Regions from separate parts of the Gossypium hirsutum genome. Here regions 2 and 3 are each linked to region 1. The links are chromatin contacts, called in public Hi-C maps. All regions are on one chromosome and are shown on one strand. Each heading gives the region's core, a stretch centred on a gene start, on an enhancer-like site or on the middle of the called end of the contact. The rest is flanking DNA. Distances are from core to core; before and after follow the strand shown.

What was found. Hi-C and Micro-C count contacts between places; a contact is called where the count stands out from the background.
Region 2: a Hi-C map of leaf shows a contact between it and region 1, with 2.6 times the contacts expected there. The contact joins the promoter of LOC107899683 here to the promoter of LOC107945745 in region 1. A contact is called at or near these places in 5 of 34 Hi-C or Micro-C datasets (callus, hypocotyl and leaf).
Region 3: a contact with region 1 is called in a Hi-C map of leaf, with 1.7 times the contacts expected there. The contact joins the promoter of LOC107898302 here to the promoter of LOC107945745 in region 1. A contact is called at or near these places in 7 of 34 Hi-C or Micro-C datasets (callus, hypocotyl, leaf and 1 more).

Annotation. Positions count from the first base shown.
Region 1 is chrD04:24,193,407-24,196,247 of Gossypium_hirsutum_v2.1, reverse strand. LOC107945745 reads right to left here and starts at 1,335. Exons shown (of 4, transcript XM_016879851.2): 1 at 682-1,335; 2 at 388-437. The coding sequence starts at 942.
Region 2 is chrD04:24,445,864-24,448,704 of Gossypium_hirsutum_v2.1, reverse strand. LOC107899683 (60S ribosomal protein L6) reads left to right here and starts at 1,433. Exons shown (of 4, transcript XM_016825456.2): 1 at 1,433-1,927; 2 at 2,018-2,124; 3 at 2,829-2,841. The coding sequence starts at 1,671.
Region 3 is chrD04:23,950,790-23,953,630 of Gossypium_hirsutum_v2.1, reverse strand. LOC107898302 reads left to right here and starts at 1,378. Exons shown (of 4, transcript XM_041091276.1): 1 at 1,378-2,066; 2 at 2,184-2,246.

The sequences.
Region 1 (2,841 bases), core at 86-2,585:
TAGTGCAAAACATGGAGCAAGATGTAAATAACATTGGTTGAGAGTTGAGACGGGGACCAGCATCCGATGCTAACGTGCACCGCATGGACATATATATTAGTTAACCAAAATTGAAGATAAAAGAAAAAAGAAAAAAAGATTAGATTAGATAGGAAGGTATGGTTGCTAGCCAAAGCTGAAATAAAAACACCTAAAAACAGTATTTCCAGTTACAGTATTATTTTCATTTTTGTAGAATTCTTTCATTTTAGTGTTGGTGTTGGTTAAAAAGTTAAGATCAAGACCCTTCTTTTTTTTTTCACCTTTTTACTACAAGATTTTATGAAATAACAGAAGAAATTTGGTTTTTGTTTTTAATTTAAACTTTTTTAGCCCTTCAGTTCTTACCTGGTGTCATTAATCTTCTCCTCTTCTTCTTCTCCTCCAGGCTTCAAAACCTACAAAAAGAAATAAAAAAGGTCCCACTTAGCAAGTTTGTAATTTTACCTGATGCAACTTTCATGGGTGCAAATTAATCAAAGTAAAAAGAGAATTCAAACAAGAGATGCTTTATTTCTTTTTGTTACGTTGAACACTAGTGCAGTCTCAGAAACAAAGTTAAAACTATGATAAAAATGAAAGAAAGGAAATAAGATGTACTATTTAGTTGTTTGTAAGGATTGAATCATTGAACTAACTAACCAAGTAGTCTTGTTTGTTCTTCGTGAGTTGTTTTCCATGTGTTGTTCCATCACGGGGTTGGGTTGGCAGTGCTTGGCCGATCGGATGATCAGATTGAGAAGGGTAGTGAGGATCAAAGCAGCAAGGAGTGGGTGGTTGTTGCTGCCGTAGCGGGAGTTGCACCACCGCTACCGGAGGGCGGTTAAAGTTGGGATCTGATGAAAGGGGTACTGGTGAAATGGAAGAGAAAGGTAGCGGAACCTGTCTTTTCCTGATCCTCATCGATGCGAGATAAGATTTTCCCTTTCTTTCTCTCTCGAGAAAATAAAAAAACAAAACACTCAAGGAAACCAAACCAAAGCTAAGCAAGATATAATCAATCTTTACAAGGCAAAGACAAGAAAAAAAAAAGTCTGATTTTGCTTTGAGAGAGAAATAAAAGAAAGGAGAATATATGGAAAAATAAATGCAAAACCCAAATATTTATAATAATTACTACTAATTTTTTTAATATTATTCAGTAATTTGTTTCTCTCTCTAACTTTTATTTGTTGCACCACAGAAAGGGGAAGAAGGGGTGATGCACGTGGGGAGCACGTGGGAAGGTGGTAACCGGTTGAGAAGGTAAACGGTGGAGGAATCGGGAGGGGAAGGCCAGGGTGGAAACGAGGGGAGAAACCAAATGATGGGAGTGGGTAGTTTTATCGTTTATACTTTTTGGATGAGATTGGTGGGTCCCTCTCTTCTCCTCTCTAACAGCAACGACTCTGATCTGTTAATTGATGCCCCCCTTTTTATTTTTAAAAAATTATATTAACTCTACCTTTTTTTTTCTATTCTATTTTTTATTCTTCTCGATATATCCTAGATAAATAAAGTGTTTCAATTCCTATATTTTTTTAATCATTTTTTTTCTAATTTTAAAGGGTAAATTATACTGCAAGTCATCTTAAATTACCGTTGTTCCTATTTTGGCAACTTTAATTTCTTTTCAATTTAGTCACTTTAATTAATATAATTATTTGAATTAGTCACAGATGTTAAAAATTTCGTTAATCCATCGAGTTGTTAACATAATATTTTTTTAACTTTGACAAAAGTTAGAGACCTCTCTATATTAGTCAAAATCACTTTATTTTTATTTGCAACATATGTGTTGGGGATAGACCTGATTAAGCAACGAATAAGTAAAAATAGCAGAAGAAATTGAGAATTTGAACACACAAATTTAACGTGAAAAAATCCCTCCAAAGAAGATAAAAAATTACGAAGAAAGATAATTTTACTATAATGGCAAAAGAATGAAGACTACAAAAGATAGAGATAAAAACTAAACCGCGAAACTCGAAAATAAAGAACCCTCTAAACGTAAACACAAAATTTACCAAAAGTGTTATGAGTTTTAATTTTTTAATGGATGTCTTTTCTAAGGTTATAAAAGAGCCTCTTTATAGGCTAAATTCGTAGGTCAAATAATAATAAACTAATCTAGACTAATCAAAGTTCGACTGAAACAAATAAATAGAGTTTAACTGGGAGATTATCTCTACAATTTGACTGAAATATGAGGCATACTCAACAAATCTCCACCTTGACTCATATTTCCACAACACCATCTTTGCCAAAACTTGCCATCGGCCTATCTTGAACAATGTAGGGAATTAACTGAGTCGAATTTGTGCTTAAAAGCAAGAAGACCTCTAGCCTTTGACTTGTGCACTGCCAAATCAAAACTAACTCGAGTTTGATTTTCACGAACACAGCGCCTTAACTTTTCAAAACCTGTATCTGAAAGAGAACATCTCTTCAACAAAATGTTCATACATTTTTCCCTCCTATGACTAAGTTGCCTCCGCTCCAAACTAGTTGACTTCGACTCTGTAATGGACGAGAGACGCTTGATTTCACCGGTCAGTGTTGAACCTTCCAAAATATAAAGGTTATTGGTCCTTTTACCTTTTAACAAAACGAGAGCCCCATGAGACACCTTAATGTTGCTCGACTCGATGTTGATTCTGCAACCTTTCGAGTCTAAAATACTCAAGGAGATGAGATTCTTTCGTAAATCAGGTAGAAACCTGACATCTAAGAGTGTCCTAATCATCCTTTCGTACATATTAATTTTAACAGTCCAATGTCGATTACCTTACTGGATGAATCGTTTCTCATGCGCACAACTCC
Region 2 (2,841 bases), core at 184-2,683, 250 kb before region 1:
ATTTAACACTTTGACTTCGTATCCCAATATAACATAACAAACATAGCCATTTACCAATTAATTAACTTATTACCACAGTTAATTTAGCATATTCAATAATTATTTCATCCATTTTAAACATAACCTATATAGTTTCTTATAGATTTAAGTCACTTTATACCTATAACCAATACATATCGTAAATTGTGGAAACACAAGTAAATAAGTATCGTAAATTTCAAGTGAACTTATCTCTTTCACAACAACTAAACTAAGTAGATAGCTTCTTAAATCCTTATTCCTTTGTTTAAGTTTTCTCTATTCGCTCATGTACTACTCAAAATATTCAAACATATACAAATACACCATTAACAATTATACTTGACTCGAATGGCCATTAATTGACCAACAAATCAAGTTTGGCCCTGGAGTTGTTTGAGAGTGTAACTGCCCAAGGTCCAAGACTGGAAGGGCCCAAAAAAATATTTTTTTCAACTTTTAATGTTGAAAAAATTTAGAATAAAATAAATTAATTGAATACTTAAAACTTTCAATTTTTCACTATAAATGCTTCATCTCCTAAAGCTCCAAAAAAATTTCAACTTTTATTATATTACATTTTATATATTTTTTTAAAAGGGGCACAATTTATTGTTTCACCTGCAACAAATTAAACAAGTGACCATGAAAACACAACTTGTTTACACTTGATTTCTAATATCCGAAATTGACATAACTCGTAATCTATGCATTCAAATTTAAATCCAATTTTAGAGTATGTTTCTAAAAATATGAAAGCTATCCAAAAACACATATTTTCCCGAACTTCTTTCCATTCTCTCACTAAACTTCATTAAGCTCAACCATGGTCGTTAACCTATACCTTAACAAAACCAATATATACACTTAAGCTTAAATAAATTTAACGAAACCAATCTAATGGCCTTTTGATTAATATATCCTTGAATCAGTTAGTGGAAAATGATGGACAAGATCATACTTGTCCACTAATTATATACTAGTGAAGGTTTTATTAAATTTTAAGGACCTTGATTAATCTCCCATTTAATCCTTCAAATCTAGTTGCTTCACAATTTAGTTCATTCACTTTAATTACTAACTTTTAAATCAATTACTAATTTCCTTAATAATTCCCTTAATGATCCTACTCATTATTCTCGGCTTTGTCCCCTGAACTTATTGATTTAATAAAAATTTTCAAAACATTCCGACTCAAAACTGCATTTTTCCGATAACGGCAAAAAATAAGTCATTACCAAAAATATTACTTGAGAAGTTCTGCTTCTACTAATTATTATATAAATTACATTAACATTATTATTAAAAAATATTACATGATTATTAATAATAATAAATATGACCTGGTTATAACTAATTTATTTTAAATTAAATTAAATTTATATTTAGATGTTAATTTAATAATATGATAGAAAAAAAGGTGTTGTCAAATGTTGTGGGTTTGAGATAAAGCATGTCTGAAACAGTATGAGATCATCTAATTGCTCGAAGAACCCAAAACAAGCGAAGACCTTTAGCCCACACCCACAAGGCCTGTAAGAAAATAGGGATAAAACCCCCCATTTTGCAATAAGCGTTTTAGGGTTCTGCTCTTATCGATCTTTCCCAACCAAGAAGAGCAGCCGCCGCAGAGCAAAGGGTTCAGAGAGGAAATGGCAGCAAAAAGGAAGACCCCTGTTAAGACCCGAAACCCAGATCTTATACGTGGCGTAGGCAAGTATTCCAGGTCTAAGATGTACCACAAGCGCGGCCTTTGGGCTATCAAGGCCAAACACGGTGGCGTCTTCCCCCGCCATGACCCCAAGCCTAAAGCACCCGTCGCCCCCGAGAAGGCTCCCAAATTTTACCCCGCTGAAGATGTCAAGAAGCCGCTACTTAATAAGCGCAAGCCTAAACCCACCAAGCTCAGGTTCTTTTCTGAAATGATTATTTGGTTATTTATTTGTAGACTTTCTGAAAATGTGTTTCTCATTGTTGGGCTTCTTTATTATGTGTTTAGAGCAAGCATTACTCCAGGGACAGTCTTGATTTTGTTGGCTGGAAGATTTATGGGGAAGAGAATTGTTTTCTTGAAGCAACTTACTTCTGGGCTTCTTTTGGTTACTGGTGAGCTTTTATATTTCGTAATCTGTTAGTTTCTAAAACATGCATTTTGCATAAATCTACTCCTTCCCCTCAGTTATTAACACTGTTCATCTTTGCTGAATGCTTATGTGGAAATTTTATTGATCGATTGAAAGTGCTAAATTTGAAAGCGTAAATTTAAAGCAATTGCAGCTTATATTTTAACAATAAAGAGTGATATCAAAATGGTGAGAAGCCTTTATTTATTCCTCTATGCCACAATCTGGATTCTCTAGTGTCTGCCTTCAGCATTGGGATTGACGCTTAGATGAATTGTTTGTTTATATGGAAGAAGCATATGCTGCATTACATTTTCATTCTTGTGCCTATTTATTTTAGCATTGTGACACAAACTTGTTTGACATTCAATGAGTTGGAGATCGACTAATGTGGTTCTGAAAAACAATGCTTTTTATTCATATTTCATGCGAATGTTTAGTATACAAGTATCTACATTCACCTCTTGTGGTATATAGGGATATGCTATCACCACGCGATATCTATTAGTTTATTTTCCATGGTTTTTGTTAGTTTTTTTGCTTGTATTTCACTTCTGTTTGCAGCATATACATTTGCATCTTGTGGCTTATGGGGATAGGCTATCACTATGTGTGTTGGCTGTTCACCATGAATTCGTAATTCTTCCATGATCTTTGCTTAAATTTGGGGATTTCATTTCAATGCAGGACCATTCAAGAT
Region 3 (2,841 bases), core at 129-2,628, 240 kb after region 1:
TAACATGTGGGTCTAAAGTATTGGGTAATTTCTTTTGGAATTTTTCTTTTTAACTTTTTTAAAAATGTCATTCATATCTTTATTAGAGTTTAACTTTAACTAGAATGATCCTAAAAAAGTCAGATTTAGGCACCTAATACACACTACATCATTTTTTTAGATTGCATGAATAACAAAGTATATTAAGAAACATCAAATTCACTCTTATTATTATTTTTAACACTGAATTTAATCTATTTTTTTTATAAAATTCTAAAATCCTAGACCCCTTTAGACCTTATTCTACTTTAATACTTTCCTTAAAATTCTAAATTTTAACGCAGCTTACTATAAATCATAAATCTAGTTGAAGAAAGCATAAACCTTGTATTATTATTATTATTTTTAATTTTATTTAATTAGTCAAAACTAATTAGGGTTAAATATTATTAAGGATAATTAATTTAGTGTTAGAAAGTGTATCATATTAATTAGAATTCTTTAAAAAAATATTATTAAGGGGAATTGTTATCTCTAACTTCACTCATTAAAGATTATTTTCATTTAATAAGATGGGATTAATATTTTTTTTATGTGAAATATAAATATTTTATTAAAATAATATTTTAATTGATATCATGTTTATTTAGTAAATTATAATTAATGGGCTTACTTATATGAAATAGTTATAATTTTACTTAAAAAATTTAGGCAATATGTTTTTATAAAAGAACTAATTTAATAAAAATATATATATACTTCATAATTATGTTTGTTGTTGTTATAAGTGAAATTTGTTATAAAGGGTTAAAATAAAGGGAATAAGTTATATTAGGATCATCCTAGAAAGTATAGTTTTTAGGCACCAATAAATTAATAGTTTCATGTCATTAAATTTTAAAGATAACAAATTATTATACAGTTGTTTATATCTACTATCTTCTTCAATTTAATTTCACTTTAATTAATTTACTTAAAATAATTAATTTTTTAAAATTATAAACAATCATTTTTTCTTTTTCTTTCTTTTTTTTACAATTTTAATCATTTTTTTCCAAAAGTTAATATTTTTTATTTTTGTGCAATCAATTTTTTTTAAAAAAATTAATTTCTAGACAATGGATTGTTTTCCATTTAAAATTGTTTTATATTTCATGTTATACATTTTTTAAAAGTAAAAATTATATTGCATTGAATATTTAGTGATAAGAATTGTGTAGATTTTTTTTCTAAAAAAATACTAGACTGGGCCTTTAATAACATAAAAAAACCAAATACATAGTCCAAAATCAAACTAAAAAACAAAAAAGGCCAGGCCGAATAGAAATAAAACCGGCCAAACCCATAAAACTCAATTAAAATACCCTAAAAAACTACCAACCAATAAACCAGAAAAATTAAAAGAAACAAACAAAACCCAATCAGATATAGCTTGCAACCACCCAAAAAATAAATGCCCTTATCCCTTGCTTTTTGTAGGTTGCAATCTCCTAAGGCAGGTTTCCAAAATAACATTTTCATTTCTCCTGCCTGTTCCTTTCCCTAACCGAGTTTCACAGAGGTCAAAACTTCAATCTGGTGCCCTTGGTCTTCTCCGATCCAACGCTTCCTTGACGAACCCTGAAACATCTCTTTCATGGTAAATTTCCTCTCCCTTCTTCATACTTTCCGTTGAAATCATATGTTTGAGATGATTTGCTATTTTGGGAACATATTAAAAATCTATTATGAGAAAAAAACCTTTTGCACTACCGAATATCTCTAACGATTGCTCCAATCACTGGTTTGTCTGCTGTGTTTAACTTGGATTTCTTTATCGTTGTCATCGAGTCACCCTCAACTGTCACCGATTCGAACCCAACTGAGCCCCCAATAATATGCCTTTAAAACATGCAAGGGCCTCCATAGCGAACTCCGTCAAAAAAGACTCATGAAAAGTTGTTTTCAAGGTCAATATCTCCCCTGAGGCATTTCTAACCACCACCCCTGATGCTGATTTAGCATTACTACCGTCAAAGGCTGCGTCAAAATTTATCTTCACAATGGCTCCAAGCTAGGGAATCCAATTTACATGGACTTAATGCTTGGTATGTTCCTTTTCCTTCATCTCGCCCAACCCCTTCATATAATCCAATACCCAATCTGCAATTTCCTTCCCCAACGATTTTTTCTCCTTATGCACTAATTTGTTTCTGTTTATCCAGATTGCCCACACTCCACAACAAAACAGTCTACGTTGTTCACTGGCATTATTACTAAAAACTCAGGTTAGCCACTCCCAACTATTCCGTACTAAATTTGAAGAAACCCATAACAGGTCAAAATTAACCTAGGTCTCAGTTGATGTAGGGCACTCCCTAAGAATGTGGTCAGTGCTCTTTGCAACTCCATGACAGTTAGGACATAGCTCTTCAACAGGAATTTGTCTCAGCCTTAGATTAACGAAAGTGGAAACAAAATTCCAAGAAAATTTCCACATTGTAATTTTAATCTTGGAGGGAAGATGTAGTGCCAATAACTTTTTATAAAAATCTATAATATTGGTCTCTATTTGAGCATTATTAGGAAAGAAAGTACCTTTTTGTTATAGTTTATAGCCACTTCTGACTGAGAACTCCCCCAAGGGCTTACCACTCCAAACCCTCAAGTTTTCGTGGGCTTTCTTAGATAAGGGAAAATGCAAGATTTTCGTCGCCATTTCCTCTAGGAAGGTATCAACTACAATACTTTCCCTCCATTCTCCATTATGTGTATCAATTAAGTCCGAAACTAAAAGAATCCCATCACCTCTAACATTGCTATATGAATTATTCGTGATAGACCCCGGTATCCATGCATCGTCTCAAATCAAAATCTTCTCTC